4 separate regions of the Mus musculus genome follow, and all the other regions are linked to region 1. Evidence: chromatin contacts called from public HiChIP or PLAC-seq and promoter capture Hi-C data. All regions are on one chromosome and are shown on one strand. The core of a region is the stretch at or near the end of the contact, and the rest is flanking DNA. Distances in the headings are between cores, read along the strand shown. Region 1 holds the start of Wnt7b (wingless-type MMTV integration site family, member 7B). Region 2 overlaps Fbln1 (fibulin 1). Region 3 holds the start of Fbln1 (fibulin 1). Region 4 holds the start of Ribc2 (RIB43A domain with coiled-coils 2).

Region 1 (3,797 bases), core at 676-3,175:
CTCAAAGGCCTTGGCGCCAGAACCAGGTAGCTGGGATCTGCATGGATCCTCCTCCCAAAGGGCGGTGGGTCCCTTCACAGGCCCAGGAGATTCATTACAGGCTGCTGAGAGTCCAGGAAGCAGTGGCCTGCCCACCCTGCCCCCATCCCAGCAAGCTCAAAGCCCCGGCACCCCTCACCTTCATAAACAAACACCCAGGGACATAGCCTACCCTCACAAACCTACAATAAACACAACCACTCTCAGCCGCAGACACTCCCGCCCAGGTCTGCAGGAATAAGGAAGAGACTTTCAATCCTGCCTCTGAGGCCACCAGGTTTGGTCCCTACCCCTCTCTGGGCCTCAATTTCTTCACCTGTAAGATGGCGGAGGTGCAGAGAGCTGGGAAGGGTGCTGATCTTCAGCGACTGTTTCTACCTCTCGCCTGGAAAGTCGGTCTCCCAGGTACCGGAACCCGCCCCTCCTACAGGTCTGGTCACTGGCCTTCCTAGGGCCAAGATGAGGCTGGCCTCAGAGCGCCGGGCGACACATAGTAGGATCGCCGGGCAAGGCGGGCACAGATGTCCGCAGGTGCTCCGAGTGGGGGTGGGGGTCTGGTCCCGGCCGGCCCGCCAAGAGTGACTAACGCCCGCGAGGTGCGGTGCGCTCCGTTCGGTCACACTGCCCCTCCACCCCCAATCCGGGGAGGCCGAGACAGATTCCGTCTAAAGGAGATCGCGGCTCAACAGGTAAGGACTCGGCTGGGTTCAGGAATGTGGAAATACGACTCGGAGCAGCTACGGCGGCGAGCAGCGAGCGCGGCCCGCCTGGAGCCCGCCCGGCCGGCCGCGCCAGGGGGAGCTCGGTGAGAGGGGGCCGGGCGCAAGGCCCCGGGCGGGCGGGGGCGCGGGCCCGGGACGGAGCCCGAGGCTGCTGCGCCAGCCCCACGGCCCATCCCGAGCCAGCCGGACGAGTTGTCAAGGTAATTTCAACATGTCCGGGTGATGGATAGAGACGAAGGGCCGCGGCGGGTGCAAGGCCTGCGCGCTCGCGGCGAGTGCGCGCCCCGATCTCCCCCGCCGGGGATGCCCCACGCACCCCCCCCCCGGCCCGGCGCGCCCTCCCGGCGGCTAGCGCTCGGCCCGGGCTCGGCGCCCAGCGCAGCCCGGGGGAGGGAAGGCGCGTCCCACCCCCGGGGCCTGGAGCCCAAACAGGTGAAAGTACGCGCCCGGCACGCTCGCCGCTACCCGCGAGCCCCGCTGCGGCCGTCCGCGGACCGCGCTGTCCCTGCTGCGTATTGGCTCCGCGCCCCTCCGGAGGATCTCTGGCTCCGGGGGGGCTCGGTTGAGTCTCAACGAGGCTGGGTTGAGGGCCGGAGATACCAGCCAGCCTGGCCACTTCAAGAAACGCCCTCCCCCACCAACTCCTATCCCCAGGTCCGCTGGAGGAGGCTCTGGTGGCTGCCGGCTCCCCGTCTGCAGCCCCCCGCCCAGAGAAATACTCACCCGAGCTTCACGTAGAGGACGCCAAAGCAGAGAAACACGTAAAAGATCCACTTTCGAAAGTTTCTGTGCATGATCCAGGGAGGGGGGCTGCGCCATAGACAGCTGCGGCCGGAGGGGACGCGCGGGTGGGCAGGGGCCGGGCAGGAGCCAGGGAGCTGCGGTAGGACCACGCTCAGCCGGCGCTTCGGCTCGGGAGGCGGGCGACGCGTGGGCACCCGGCACGCGTTGCCACCATGGTGAGCCCAGGGCGCCGCAGCCGCCGCGTGCGCCCGGGGGAGTGACCCGGGCGGGGAACCGCGACCTCGGAGCCCAGCGGAGTGACCGTGGGACTCTGCGAGCGCAGGCCGGGGCCAGGAGCAGCGGGCGGGCGCTGCCTCCACTGGGCTTAGCCGCCTGGGGCCGTGCGCGCCTCGCGGTGCGCCGGGGCGGCCAATGTGTCCGCACTTGTCCGCCTCCCCAGGTGACTCGCGGCCCCGGCAAGCGAGCCGCGAGCAGGCGAGCGCGCCCCAGGTAGGAGGATCCGCCTCCCGCCCGCCCTCCTCGCTCGCAGCGCGCTCTCTCGCGCGCGCTCCCTGGCTCTCCCCTCCCTTTTCTCCTCCCTCCCCCGTGACACACGAACGCATCTAACCCCTCGCCCCCCCTCCCCAGGCCAGCTCCCTTCCGATCGCCCTCCCAGGACTGCGTGGGAAGAGGGGAGGGAGGGGAGAGGGTGCGGCTCCAAAGAGACACCTGCGCTCCTCAGAGACAGTGAAGGTGGGGGTAGGGGCGGGGGCTAAGAAACTACCCGCTCAGGGCTTGGTGGTCACTTGGTTTCCAGTTTCTAGTTAAAGAGAGAGAGACCACCCACCACCATCTCCTTTCTATGTGCAGACATCTTTCCCCTAGACGTTACCTACGTGGGTGCTTCCAGGGCCACAACTCCGGATCAGGCATTGTTACCTGCCCAACAAACTCGGGGAAAACTCGTTCCAGTGCCCGGCACTGCAGAGCGCAAGCAGAGCGTGGGACTTGAGACTGGTAGACACACCAGCCTGCCCAGCATTAAAAGTGGCACCATGACAGAGAGACTCAGAAAGGCATCCTTGGAGAGTCCCAGTCTGAGGATTCTGTCTCACTCTGCAGGCCTGTCCGATGCGGGCGGGTGTCAGATCTGATTCTTGTTGAACCGCTAAAGTGGGAAGTCAGACTGGCCTAGGTGCCTGGCACATCCTGTGGTGTGTCTCGCTTGATCCTATCCTGGATAAATGGGTGACAGGGACACTGCCTGTCACAGCTAGGTCTGTCTTAGCACAGCGGACCAGCTAGTAACCAGACACATGGTGGGTGGGTGGGGGGTGTGTGCCAGGTTTTCAAGCGTCTACAGCCCCGGACAGCAGCATCAAATGGCGCCCTTATGACAAGGGGATGAACTCGGAGGGCGCTCGTCTTTAAACTGGCCAACACCCAATTGCCTGGTGTGGAAATGAGGAGGGGTATGAGGGGGCGCTGTCCTCAGCCCGGAACCTCGAGCTCAAAAGCTACCGTCCCTGCCCCTAATCCCCTCTTAATCTCTCCAAATCCTCTGAACTTTTGCCACGACCCGACCCGGGAGAGAGAGAGTCGCTCCTGAACCCCAGGTCCAGAAGCCGGCAGGTGCAGCTGTGCAGATCGTTTTGAGTTGGAGGACTCTTTAGAAAGGAGAATTTGGACATCACAAGCAGGGAAACTAAGGCACAGATGTCAAACGGTAGTTGCAGTCCCACACCACTGTCCCCTGAAACCAAGAACTCTGGATGTCGCACAACTTGGTAGGCAGGGAGCTGAGCTGGGCCAGGTGGCTGGGAGCAAGCAGAACAGCCTGGTAGCTTGGCAGGTGGATGCTGCCATCCCGTGGCGACAGGGAGCAACGCTTGCCACAAGAGCTGGACTTGAAATGGTTAGGGATTCCTCACTTTGCCTTGGAGTCTGGGGGCTATTCCACCGTCCCCACCAACAACCCCTGTCTTGGGGTCTGTTAGTGAGACAAAATATTTATGTGGCTGCATCGGGGCTGGAATAGCAACAGCATCCACGCGTGCCTCCTCCTCCCTGCAAACAAACAAACAAACAAACAAACACCAAACAATCCTGGGGTCTTAAGATTCCTAGCCCATCTCCAGACCTGTCAGATCGGGAGGCCCAAGATAGGGTTGGCCTTGGGATTCTCTAGGAGGGTTATGTCAGAGAAAAGTGGGTAATTCTATTGGTAGATGGGACCCGACCTGCTTCTAGGCCTTAGTTTCCCCAAAACAGAATGCAGGGTTGTCTGAAGTACTGCATAGGGTCTGTAACACA
Region 2 (3,995 bases), core at 693-3,192, 350 kb before region 1:
CTGTTGCAGCTCCACCCAAAGGGTTCACTCTGCGACTGGGTGTTAGGTATGCAGGCAGCTTAATCACAAAGTGATAGCGCCAGCACTCAGTGTCAACCTGCGCTGAGGCCAGGAGGGAGGGGAGAGGGAGATAAGGAGTTCCCAGGAAGCTTGGAGTGAGCCCTCTCTGGGTGGCCACAGATGATTTCTGCGAGAGTGACAGCCGGTGTGACAACTTAGGAGGATCCATTAGCCACCATCGCTGTAAGGCCTGCGTGCCCCTGATAGCCAGCCAGGCTGTGGCAAAGGAAACACAGATCATCCCAGTGGGGTTACACTCGAAGTATCCCGTGTGAGTCACAGGGGAGGTGCCAGGCAGGGAGAGGCTGTACCCACAATTGTCACAGCACCGGACATGGACATGGGCAAGCTAGCAGGAATGGGCAGCTGGAAACCCTTGAGAGTTACATGGGCTCTGATAGAGCCCTGCCTCCAGGTGGAGCCTGTTCCCCCCAGGCCTCTTGTTGACCACGAGCAGTATGCCTCCCCAGGTCCACTCTAACCACAGAAGCAACACAAGGTTCCTAACTTGTCAGACCTCTGCTGCCTTCAGAGGCCCCGGAGACGCTCAGAGCCGAGGCTTGGGAGTGTCCCAAGGACCACACGTGGCTGTGGCAAGGAGCCTGTTTTCTGTGTCCGTGCATCCTGGAAGGGTCTCTGAAGGTCGCTCAGTCTGTTCACTAGCTCCCATGGACTCTGGTTGCAGGTGGCGGGCCCTGTAAGCAGCAGTGCCGTGACACTGGGGACGAGGTGATCTGCTCTTGCTTTGTGGGCTACCAGCTGCAGTCGGATGGTGTCTCCTGCGAAGGTAACATCTGAGAGCTAGCCCCTGTGCTTCGGAGCCTCTGCTGAGCAGGCCTGCGTGGCACAACCTTTGTTCCATTCCTGGAACACAGCTGGGACCTGCGTGCTGCCTGGACAAGGCTGTCTTCTAGAAGACTATAGATACAGTGTGGGCAAAGGGCTGCATTGGGGTTCACCTGGGTTCAGGATCTGCCGTGAGGCCTTGGGTAGATCTTTCTTTCTGCCTTTCCCGTTGTCTAAGAGATGGGGATGATGCATGCGACCTCCTTTGTGGGAGTCTTGTAGACGCCATGATTCTAGGGTCTGGCCCTTACTCAAAGAGATCTGAAACTTAACAGAGCTTGATTTGGTGTCTGCCCCTCTCCAGATGTGCCCACAGCAAGACTCAGCTCAGTTTGATTGGGCAACTTGATGAATGCAGGAAGCCAGATCCACCATGGCTTCTGGGACATTCCTTCTGCTCAAGCTTAAGGCTTGGTTGTTCTTGCTGGTTACTTCTGCATCGCCTTAATCTCTCTAGATATCAATGAATGCATCACAGGCAGCCATAACTGCCGGCTGGGAGAATCCTGCATCAATACAGTGGGCTCTTTCCGCTGCCAGCGGGACAGCAGCTGTGGGACTGGCTATGAGCTCACAGAGGATAATAACTGCAAAGGTACAGCTCACATCCAAACCTAAAACTCACCCCTTCCCCAGCTGTGGGTATGGCCTAGAGGGAAGGGCCCATTGGGCTCTGTGGTGCTGCCCCCATGTGGCTGCCTCAGGTACTGCAAGAAGGAGGAGGGTCCACCTCCTTGCAAAGTACACAAGGGCAAATGAAGGAAGGTCTGTGATGAGCAGGTTTACTTCAATATGATGCTGAGTTAGTGACACTAGCCCATTTGATTTAGAAAGCTCGGAGCCTGATCTTTGACAAACAAGTCCAGGGTCCTCGTTTGTGTTTCCGTACAAACAGAACCAACCCAGATGAAGTTGAAGATGCTTGCTAGCGCAGGTCTTGTGTAAAAATGTTGATCATTGAATTATACGGGGTGACCCAAGAGCCAGATGCCTTCTCTTGGCAGCCAAGCCCTTGAGCAATCCCGCTGCCCCACCCTGCACTGCTGCCTGCCTGAGCCTCTGGACTCCAGAGCCTGGGAGCCAGGCCAGCTGAGTAGATACACTTGAACCTTTGACAGCCGTGAACTTCGAGACAGGGCAATCTATCTTGTCCTATCTTGATGTAACTATTGTTAATATTTGGACTATTATGAAGACCTCGAGATAAAAAGAATTAAAAGTCTGTGTTTATTGTCGCTAAGATAATTGCTGTATGATCTAATCCAAACATACACTTCTCAATGAATGATATACCTGCCAGGAAAATGCCTAAGCGATTTGTTAAATAGCAAAAAGCTTGCCTCATAAGTCAGGGAGGAGGAGTGTTTTTTTAAGAGTGTTTTTTTAAGACTTTAGCAATTTTTACACAGTTTGGCTCACCGTGGGCCTTTTCGTAACACCCTCTCTGTTGAAATATTTTGGGGTTATAGTCTGAGAAATGAGCCTTTTTTTTTAAAGTACTTTCTTGTGATATTAAAGTATTGTGACACTCTTCTGGCTGGACTCTTGCTAACAATCTCCTTTTTTTACGATGCACCAGATATTGACGAATGTGAGACTGGTATTCATAACTGCCCCCCCGATTTTATCTGTCAGAATACTCTGGGATCCTTCCGTTGCAGACCGAAGCTGCAGTGCAAGAGCGGCTTCATACAGGATGCTCTAGGCAACTGCATTGGTAAGACACGCGCCGCCGTGAGCGGGGTTAGTGCGAGCATGCGACAGTCAGCCCAGATCAGGGCTGGTAAACTTCCTTCATGGGCAAAAAGCAAATGTCATAGGCATTGTGAACCATGTGGCCACAGTGACTCATCCTGGCCAGGTACAGTCTAAAGGGCACAGCGTGTAGACCCAGGTGGTGGGGCTGTGTCTCAATAAAACTTTATTTATAAAACTACTGGCGATCAGGGTTAGGTCTAAGGCCGGGTCTAAGGGTCTAATCCCTGTGCTTTGGGTGAAGGGGTTTCAGACTCAGAGACTATTAGATTCGAACTTGTGCCAAGGTTCATTTCCTTCGTTGGAGCCTCAGGTGTTTCCCCTTAAGATGGGCGTGACTGTAGCATCTAGCTGAGAGGCTGAGAACAAGGACCTCGGCGGTTGCTTGTGATAGGATGGGTACATGAGAAGCATCCTTTGACGTGTGGTTGCTCCCAGCCACAGCCACTTAGACCTTCGGAAATTGTTTCACAGAAAAATGGTTCACTTCGTAGAGACAGACTAGAGTGGCGTTCGGTGGAGACAGTTTCAATCTGGAAAAGGATAAGACTCAAAGATGTGTGGGTTGAGAGCCGAGTGAACCAGTGTATAAAGGAGCCATGAGCTCAGTGTGATCATAAGAGTCCAGAGAAAGGCTGCTCAGATAGGAGGGCTACCTGCCTCTCTCTTCTGTTGTCTTTGTGCTGCGCAGGGGCACCGCCTAGCTGTTAGCATTTGAAGTCTTATCTGCTTTGTAGGCAGGAACTTCTAAACCTTTGCTTTGAGGTCAGAGTCCCTTCTTCTAAACAGCTGCAGGTCTGCTGGCTGCAACCCCTCTCCTTTCAAAGGGAAAACACTAGACACTGCTGTGCAAGTTCCTCTCTTATCTCTCCCCAGACCCTTACTTAGCGTTGCCTCTGTCTTTTCTTTGAGACGGGATTGAAAGTTCACTTCCCCTGTCCCTGTCTTACTGCTCCCAGGTAGAACCTTTTAGGCCAGGAGTTTCACCCAAGCCCCTCCCCATCCAGCCTGGGTCTTAGCTAGTGGAGCAGTGTCTGAGCTATGAGTTGGCCCTTTCCCAGCCTCCTGAAATCAGACTGTCATTGCTACACACTCATGCAGTAAGCAGGGTGGCTGTGACACCCCCTGGAGCAGGGAGGAAAGGGGGCCCTGCTGAGACTTGCAGCCTCCTCAGGGAGCTCAAACAGCTGAGGATGGAAACCCTGACTCATGGCAGGACCGGCCCTGCTCGCCTCTGTGAGAAAACCTTTGCAGGTCTCGGCATGCCCCAGGTTTCCCTCCACAGAGTGCAAGGCTTCGAGAGCCATCCCTCTGCACTCTCAACCCCCACCAGA
Region 3 (3,998 bases), core at 278-2,777, 380 kb before region 1:
TTAATGGGAACTGAACTCAGGACCTCTGGAAGTGCAAGCAGCCAGTGCTCTTAACCGCTGAGCCATCTCTCGGGGCCCCAGCCTGCTCACTCTTGTACTCACTATGTAGCTGAGGGGATGGCCGTAAGCTTCTGAGCCTCGGGCTCTCATCTCTTGACTGCTGGAATGATAGCTTTTGCCAGGACACCTGCTTTATGTGCGGTTGGGGATCTGACTCGGTGCTTTGCACATGCTCAGAGAGCATTCTACAACCTGGATTGCGCTTGAGCTGTGCCTCACTTCTGGGAGGCCTCCTGAACTGAACTCAGTCAGCAGGCTCTTCCTCCAGCCTCCCTGGTCTCTCTGCAAACCTCTGGCTTCTCGCATCTTTTGAAAGGAGGTTTCACTTAAAGATAGCTAAACACAGTGGTGCACGCCTGTAGACTGAGCTACTTAGGAGGAGCTACCTAGGAGGAAGTGGGGGGTCACTGGAGTCCAGGAGGTCAAGGCTAGCCTGGGCAACAGAGCATGATGCCCCCTTCTCGAATTAAAACAGAAGGGCATATTTCGTAAATGAACACCCTGGTAAGTTTCCACACGCTGACTATGTTAAGGGACCTACTCCTCAGCTGCTGCCGCTGCCTCTACTCTGCCCAGGAACACCAGTCTCCTAACCTCTGACCCGCTCTGTCCTTTCTACAAGGAGACCTACACAGCCAAAGTTCATCTGTGGTTGGTCCCACTCTGCACCTTCCGAGTTTAAGGTCCTAGTGTGTGATTACGCCCCTGAGTATTCATTCACTGTGGAGGATGTTGGATGACTCCCACTGGACATTATGGACGGTCTATCTAGCGCTAGTCTGTTTGCAGATATGCACAATTATTCCAGCGGAGCCTAATCCCTGCGTTTGAATTGCTTGTCCCACGCAATCAGCTAACTGGGGTCCTATGGTCCTCCAAATTTACCTGTAGTGGGTTTGTTTTTACTTTAATCTTGTTGTTTGTATTTCCGGACAGTGTTTGTCTGTGTATCCCTGGCTGTCCTGGAACTCGATCTACAGAACTAGCTCAGGAGATTTTCCTGCCTCTGCCTTTGGAGTGTTGGGCGTGTGCCATCACATCCAGTTGAAAGTCTAAATTTTTTTGCATTTATTTATATTACATGAATGCTGGAAATTTGAGCTCAGGTCCTCTTGTCTTCACAGCAAGTGTCTTATCCACTGAGCCATCGAGCGAGCCATTTTCCCAGCTTTTAAAAAAAAAATTTTATTGTTCTTTTTTTTTTTTTTAAATAAATCAGAGAGTCCTCTAAACTGTCTGGCGGCTGCCAGGGAGTCTACACAAGCAGGCTTCTGCTGGTCTAGCCTACGGCTGCCCGCTATCCTGACAATTTAGGTTAGACACTTTTCACGTGACTTTCTGCCTGTAGGTGGGTGGCACGTCTCTGAGCTTTGCGCTCTGCCTGCATCCCCGCAGGAGAGTCTGGGTGGCGGCGTGCTCCAGCTGCGCAGTGCTGAAGGGAGGGTCCCCGCGGGCCCCGCCCCCGCCGCGCCTCCTCCGGGCGGGATAATTGAACGCGGCGCGCAGGAGCCTCGCGTTGGCTGCCCAGGCCTGGCTCGAGCGTGTAGCCGCTGCCCGCCGTGCCTTTGTCCGCCGCCGGAGCCCGCCAGCCCCATGGAGCGCCCCGTGCCGTCGCGCCTCGTCCCGCTGCCGCTGCTGCTGCTCAGCAGCCTCTCGCTGCTGGCAGCCCGAGGTAGGGGAGCCCCGGGCCCACGGCCCCGCACTAGGTCCCCACCCAGGCCCCAAGCTCCCTGGAAGTTTGCAGCCCCCGATGCTCCGGAGCGCGCGCTGCACCCAGGGGTCATCGCACGGTCCCCAGAGCTGCGTGGAATCCAGGCCCACGACCCCCCCCCCCCAATACTTCCGGCTCGGCTCCAATGCCCTCCTCACTAGGGGGACTTGCTTTAAATCTTTAACCTTCCAAACAGATCCTCCTGCGGGTTCACGAAGCCGGGTCCTCTGTTGGTGAAGGCAGATCGCCTGCTGGGCCGTGGGGGTGGGAAGTGCTCTGTACTGGAAGTAACTTTAGTGCATCTTTTAAACCGCCTCCAACCCCTACCCTCGGGGGTGGGGGTGGGAGGTGGGTGCGGGAGGAACTACTGCACCCATTTTGCCCCTGAACAAACTGAGACAGGAAGACAGAGATGGGGGCAGAAAGAAAACAGAAAATAGAGAAACATCCCAGAGGTTTGGGAGCTGGCCACCTCTTCCCTGCTGGTTCACCGTAGTAGCAGATTAGTGGCCCAGAATCACGTCCCCAGTACAGGAAACTTAGAATGGAGTAGGGTCCACCTAGGCTGTACTTTTCTCAGTCCAAAAGCTGCAAGGCCTGACGCAAGCACTTTACCTGTCTATCAGAGAAGCAATGGGGTTGTAAATCTATGACCTTTAACCTCTTGTGATTAAGGGGTTCTCAGAGCCAAGCCTGGCCCTCCTGGAGTCTTTGTTTCTGCAGGGGGCCCTAGATCCACACCACCTTCTTGATCTCTTATTCTTTATTCCTGGGTTAGCTTAGTTTCTTTTGAACTCTCTGACCCTTTTAGTCAAAAGGTCACTGGTTGTGATAACTAACGACTGGGAGGAGTCTTAGAGAGAGGCAGAGGGGAGGGAGAAGGGGCTGGCTGGTCCTGAATCCTGGAGGAGTTCTGGCTGTTCCGGGCACTGGCTACAGCCTTGGCACATCTTGGGTCACTTCTCAGTGTAGGAGACAGGGTGGGTAGGCTCATAGGCCTGAGTTGGTGCCAAGAGCTTTGCAGCCCCTCAGAGTTCAGGGAGGCTTCTTGGAGCAGATTGTGTGCTTGGACCAGAGATGGTGAGGTGGGTCTGTGGGCCAAAGAAGGCATTTGAATCCCTGCCAGGGAGAGTGAAAACCAGAGAGGACTTTTAATAAGGGAGGAGGCACACCCGTTGCAAATGGCAGGGACCTCTGATACCCCCATATTGCTGCAGAAAGGAGACAGGTGGAAAGATGTGGTACTCAGAGTCGTGTCTCCTAGAGTCACTCAGGCCCATTTTGTGGCTTGTAGGGGAAGCTGCCTTGAGTTTGGTTAGTTCAGTTTGGTATGATCTTAGAAAAGGGTTTGAAGCTGCTTGGTCCCTTCCTGCAGCCTGTAGCAAGGCCAGGAGACCCTGATCTCAGGCCCCAGAGAGCTGTGGGGTGGGCGAGAAAGCTGACATCTAAAAAGGACCTTAGGGAAGCCAGCCCAGCAGAGTACCCTGTTGGCCATTCACTTGTCCCCCATTGGCTGTGTATATATTTGTATATATATGCAGAAGAGCCCTGATTTTTTTCTTGCTAAGGGACAGAGTCAGCCCATGACTGTCCTGTGACTATCTGTCCTGTTGGGCTTGGCTGCCTCAGGACCAGCTGAGGGTGTAGGGAGCAGACGGGGTGTAGGGGGGTGGGGAGGTGTTGGGAGAAACAGTTGTGTTTTCTCCAAGGCTTTCTTGGCCTCTGGCTCCAGCTTGCAGTTTCCGACTGATTAAAAGAAAAGTCCTGTTGGGAGGGAGAACAAAGGCCCTGAGCCCTTGGCAGAAACATGTGGCTGTGAGCTGAGCTCCTGGAACTTTCCCAGTCAGGAGGTGGAGACTGGAGGCAGGAAGATGGGGCTGGGGGTTGGGAGAACCCCTGGGGGTGGGGGGCGCAGCACTGAGACCTCCAGGGCTTAAAGTTATGAATTCTAGAGTTGCAGTTTTTGTGTTGGTGTGTCTGTGCCCACTCCACCCTCCAACCCCCTCCCACGGTGAAGGGGAGAAGTCCCACTGTGAAGGTGAGAAGTCTGCTCCCTGCTCCCCAGCTCGCTCATCAGATTACCCGGGTACCTAGTGCTTTGGAAACCAGTTTTCCTATCTGGAGAAAAATCCAGTGGAATGGCTGGGCGGTTCCCAGTTTGTAAAACACGATAACAGATTCCCGCTTGTTAGGTTGCTTTAAGGGTTAAGGAAGAGAGCTAAGCAGC
Region 4 (4,047 bases), core at 553-3,052, 450 kb before region 1:
AAAAAATTGAAAACGCTAAATGAATCTACAATCTTCTAAAGAATAAGACTGCTAGAATCTTCAGGATTTTTATACTTGGATCAGGGCAAGGGTTCTACAATTTCTTGGTAATAATGGCTCATGGTGCTTAAACTTGGCAAGGCATGACTAGAATTAAATATGTGCTTCCTTCCAGGAGTCTGGAATTTTGGCATGTGCCATCTCCCTGTGCACTGAGTCCATGAGACCTTTGATAGGTGATATTTCAACATGAGAACATACTGCTGAAGGAATTTATCTTTTCCCACTGCTGAGTTTGCTTTGGACTTCTCAACTGTAATGCATAATCACCCCCGAGTAAACAATATGTCAAACACTGAAGGATCTCCTAGCAAATCATTAAACCACAAGGAGATCTTCACCCAATGAGATCTTCACCCAGTGGTAGATTTGCTATATAAGGAATATTAAAGATGAGTCTGTTCTATCAAAACTATAAAACTTTTAAGTGCTCAGACTGCAGACATCTGCAGTGACTGATTTAGGAAAACTATTCTAGAAATTATCGTTGGGGCTCTAAAATTCCCTTTAATTCTTCCTATTAACTATGCTCGGGTTACAAGTGTTTTGTTTTGTTCCAACAAAGGCCAAATCCATTTCATTCTTAGTACTTGCGGTTGTTGGGCTGAGATGGGGGTTGGGGACGGAGATGGGACTACAGGGAAGGAAGGCAGGGGAAGGATGAGAACAGCCAGCAAGGGTTGGTGGCCCAGGATTCGGGGCTCTTGGGTCTAGTCCATTGGGAAACACTGAAACCTCAGGCCAGTGGTCTCCTGGGTCCCATTCTGGTCTACAGTGGGTAAAGGGGAGAGGGGGGTGGGTTTGATGGTGGGTTCTCGTCCCCCAACAACGGGGGGGGGGGCGGTTCAGAGGTCCCTGGATCCCCTCAGATAGGGAGGTGGGGGAGGGTTACAGATAGATGAGCTGGGCTGCCGAAGGGGCTTGGTTCCTTCAGACCAACGGGGGGGGGGGGGGGGGCGTGGGTCCCCTCAGGCCTACAGCAGTCAACAGCAGGGGACTGGGGTGGCTCCATCCCCTCAGGCCAACCAAGGATGGGGTGGGGGATTCAAGGTGACAGCCGGTCCTTGGGTTCCCTTGGGCCTACAGCCGTCAACAGTGGAGTCGGGGCAACAGCGTGGGGGTTGGGGGGGGGCCCTGGGGTGCCTCCGTCTCCTCAGGCCAGCAATGGGCAATGGCTGACCCTGGCTTTCCTCAGGCCAACAGTGAGGGCCCTTGGTCTAACATGGGACCCTGGGTGCCCTAAGGTCTACAGGGGTCCTGGGTCCCCTCGGGACTACAACAGTCACAACGGAGTTGGGGTTTGTGGTTTCGGTCCCGGCAGACCCACAGGAGGCGACAACGGGGGCTGGGGGGTGGCTCGGTCCCCTCAGGTTAACAAGAGCCGAGAGTGGGTCCCTGGGTCCCCTCGGGTCTACAGCGGGCGACAGCGGCCCGTGGATCCCGAGGCCGTGGATTTCTGGGGCGCTGGTTACCGGAGCCGTTGGGGCCAATGATGCAGGTGAACCTCTTGAAAGGGCCGATGACCTGGCGGCCTCGCCACGACTTGAAATTCTCCACGAGCAGCAGCTCAAGGTGCCCCATGGCTGCGCGCCGTGCCTCAGCCGCTTCCTCGTGCTCCCGTGAGGAAAAAAAAAAAAAAAGCGCGGGAAGAAATTCTTTTCGAAGTCTCGCGAGACTGGCGCGGGGGAAGGAGAGCGAGCGAGGCGCCGTTGCTTAGCAACGGAGGTTGGCGTTGCCCGGGGAATTGGATCCCTGCTCCGCTGCGGAAAGCGGACCGCCGGGACAGACTTGCTCTCAAACTTTTGTGGGCGCTGCTTCTCGGCGCTGTAGCTTTGCTTATTTCTGTGGGCTTTTCTTGCCGTGTTTTTTTTTTCCGGATAGCTCCTGAAGCCCAGCCGAGTCCCAGAGCCATGGAGGTAGCGATGTCTAAGGACCTACAACAGGAGGCCAACCTAGCCAAGAAGCGGTACATTGACCTGTGCAGGCAGGGACGGATCTTCGACGCCAGGAACAGGATCATTGGGGTGAGGCACTAGGGACGGGACAGAGAGGAGCCAAGACTTTATATGGAAGCAAAGTTTGGCTGTCTAGATTTGGAAATCCTTACCTTACCAGCAGGAGCCAGTTCTGGGAGCGAGGCATTTGCTTCCTTGCAGGTGACAAATGCTCTGGCTAGCTTGAGTAAGGTCCAGGAGGTGGGTGACCTTGCAGTAGTGAAATAGGCAGACTTTAAAACACAGAAAATGTGGTGGGATCTACACCAGCACTGACTGGAGCCTGGAGGGGAAATCAGAGAGGGCTTCACAGAGTAGTGGTACTTAAACAATGTTGGGAGTGTGTGTATATAGGAAATGAAGGAAGCTCTGGTGACAGCTGACAGCGCAGGCAGAAGACCCAGCCATAAGCAAAGGCTTCCACGTATGGGAAGGGAACCTTTAATGCTGTGGCCAGATGAGAGGGTTCGTGGCCTACTGAATAATGCTAGCTGGCTCTAACCCCTCTTCCCTTGTCCATTCCTAGGGAGACACACAAGCCTGGGATTTTCAAGTCCGTGACCAGAAGATAAAAGAAATAACTGACAAAGCTAGGCATGAAGCCTTTGGTGAGCACTTCTAAAATGCCCAGCTATTTCTTACGGCCTCTAAAATATCAGCTATCTCTTAGGGCCTCATGTCTTCCTCTTACAGCTGAGAAGAACAGACACACACACACACACACACACACACACACACACACACACGTATGAGCACATACACAGAGTTGTTCTTATGGCCTTTTTGTGCTCAGTTAGCTTAATAAGCATATTCTTCCTCTCAAGAAGAAGCAGTTATCGCAGTTACTGGTTTGGTTTTTGGTTTTTTGAGACAGGGTTTCTCTGTGCAGCCCTGGCTGTCCTGGAACTCACTCTGTAGACCAGGCTGGCCTCGAACTCAGAAATCCGCCTGCCTCTGCCTCCCAGGTGCTGGGATTAAAGACATGCGCCACCACTGCCCGGCAGCTTGAATTTTTAATGTACATCTTAGGAGATACATCTTTAAAATATTAGCATCGTTTTGTGTTTTCTTTAAAAAATTTCTTTCTCTCTAAAAAGGAAAGACTTTAAATACATACGTACACATTCTCTGCTTCAAAACTCAAGGCCGACCTTCTACAGAGGACAGCTGTTGGTATCAAGTGACACTTGTGTGCTGGAGCATGCGTGAATGCACACACATGCACGCATACATGCATAATACGCACACGTACACACGCGCTGGCACACAGACACAGACACACGCACACACGTGTGCTCACACGCACAAGCACGCACTCGCACACAGAGTTATCATCTCCACCATCTTTCTTTTAACATTTCCCACTTTGCTGTGCTCAGTTAACTGGATGAGTGTGTTCTTCCTGCCAAGAAAAAGCAGCGTTGAGTGGGAAGTTCTGAGCCACCCGGGGATTTACGTGGTTCAAGTCGCGTTCTAGGTCCTCGATCAGAATTTCAAACACAATCCACTTTTCCTTTCTTGGTTAGCAATTTCACAAGCGATTGAACATTTGTTTGTTTGTTTGTTTGTTTGTTTGTTTTATTAAATACCACAGGGGTTTGTAAATTTGTAAAAGGTGGACATATAAAATTTTAGAGGCGAATGGACTACCAACCTAAGTCTTAGAACATGGTCAGGAAAAGACAAAAATCTGTTGTCTGTGTGATTGTTGGAGGAGTTGGATTATGAGGGAAGTTGCTTTTCTTTTTTTATACTATTATACATTTTCCAAACTTTTCAGTCTTATTTACTTTTATTTATAAAGTAACTCAAACTTATAACACCAATGGTACAGACACCTGCAGCTACCACCAGGTCCGATATCAACATTTGCCATGTTGGCCTCTAGTTTTTTTCCTCTAAGAGTTTGTTCTGAGAACTGTATTGTATATAGCACAAGTGCCCCCCCATTATTATCCCCCACCCCACTTTTTGTTTTGTTTTGTTTTGTTTT

The links. HiChIP or PLAC-seq counts read pairs in DNA pulled down with a chosen protein or histone mark. Capture Hi-C pulls out chosen DNA fragments and counts their contacts.
Region 2: a CTCF HiChIP or PLAC-seq map of the NIH/3T3 cell line shows a contact between it and region 1, with 7 read pairs. The contact joins the enhancer-like site here to the promoter of Wnt7b in region 1. A contact is called at or near these places in 21 of 39 promoter capture datasets (the 3T3-L1 cell line, 3T3-L1-derived adipocytes, the C10 cell line and 14 more), 4 of 15 datasets of contacts at CTCF or cohesin (the NIH/3T3 cell line, embryonic stem cells, hippocampal excitatory neurons and 1 more), 16 of 115 datasets of contacts at active chromatin or transcription factors (T-cell acute lymphoblastic leukemia, craniofacial prominence, embryonic basal ganglia and 8 more) and 3 of 9 other capture datasets (adipose tissue, embryonic stem cells and liver).
Region 3: a contact with region 1 is called in a promoter capture Hi-C map of pancreatic islet. The contact joins the promoter of Fbln1 here to the promoter of Wnt7b in region 1. A contact is called at or near these places in 4 of 39 promoter capture datasets (hippocampal neurons, liver and stem cell-derived epiblast-like cells), 4 of 484 Hi-C or Micro-C datasets (differentiating embryonic stem cells, embryonic stem cells and uterus), 13 of 115 datasets of contacts at active chromatin or transcription factors (astrocytes, embryonic basal ganglia, embryonic forebrain and 6 more) and 3 of 9 other capture datasets (embryonic stem cells, liver and pancreatic islet).
Region 4: a contact with region 1 is called in an H3K4me3 HiChIP or PLAC-seq map of embryonic forebrain, with 8 times the contacts expected there. The contact joins the promoter of Ribc2 here to the promoter of Wnt7b in region 1. A contact is called at or near these places in 16 of 39 promoter capture datasets (the 3T3-L1 cell line, 3T3-L1-derived adipocytes, the C10 cell line and 11 more), 3 of 15 datasets of contacts at CTCF or cohesin (embryonic stem cells, large pre-B cells and pro-B cells), 46 of 484 Hi-C or Micro-C datasets (the AtT-20 cell line, B cells, the BV-2 cell line and 33 more), 13 of 115 datasets of contacts at active chromatin or transcription factors (astrocytes, craniofacial prominence, embryonic basal ganglia and 8 more) and 3 of 9 other capture datasets (adipose tissue, embryonic stem cells and pancreatic islet).

What each region holds. Positions count from the first base shown.
Region 1 is chr15:85,579,896-85,583,692 of GRCm38.p6, forward strand. Wnt7b (wingless-type MMTV integration site family, member 7B) reads right to left here and starts at 1,926. Exons shown (of 4, transcript NM_009528.3): 1 at 1,485-1,926. The coding sequence starts at 1,555. AU022754 (expressed sequence AU022754) reads left to right here and starts at 1,247. Exons shown (of 5, transcript NR_040433.1): 1 at 1,247-1,522; 2 at 2,355-3,797.
Region 2 is chr15:85,230,054-85,234,048 of GRCm38.p6, forward strand. It overlaps Fbln1 (fibulin 1), which reads left to right. Exons shown (of 17, transcript NM_010180.2): 6 at 746-847; 7 at 1,364-1,501; 8 at 2,486-2,623. Among named protein-coding and RNA genes, the nearest start is that of Fbln1, 26 kb to the left of the region's middle. Within about 2 kb of position 1,943, at least 84 of the 459 cell types and tissues checked have an H3K27ac peak or open chromatin away from gene starts, as enhancers often do. A contact at or near this core is called in 3T3-L1-derived adipocytes, the NIH/3T3 cell line, adipose tissue and 3 more, where this site is marked.
Region 3 is chr15:85,204,481-85,208,478 of GRCm38.p6, forward strand. Fbln1 (fibulin 1) reads left to right here and starts at 1,528. Exons shown (of 17, transcript NM_010180.2): 1 at 1,528-1,732. The coding sequence starts at 1,654.
Region 4 is chr15:85,130,297-85,134,343 of GRCm38.p6, forward strand. It overlaps Ribc2 (RIB43A domain with coiled-coils 2), which reads left to right and starts at 1,803. Exons shown (of 7, transcript NM_026357.2): 1 at 1,803-2,084; 2 at 2,581-2,662. The coding sequence starts at 1,971. Smc1b (structural maintenance of chromosomes 1B) reads right to left here and starts at 1,661. Exons shown (of 25, transcript NM_080470.1): 1 at 1,533-1,661. The coding sequence starts at 1,641.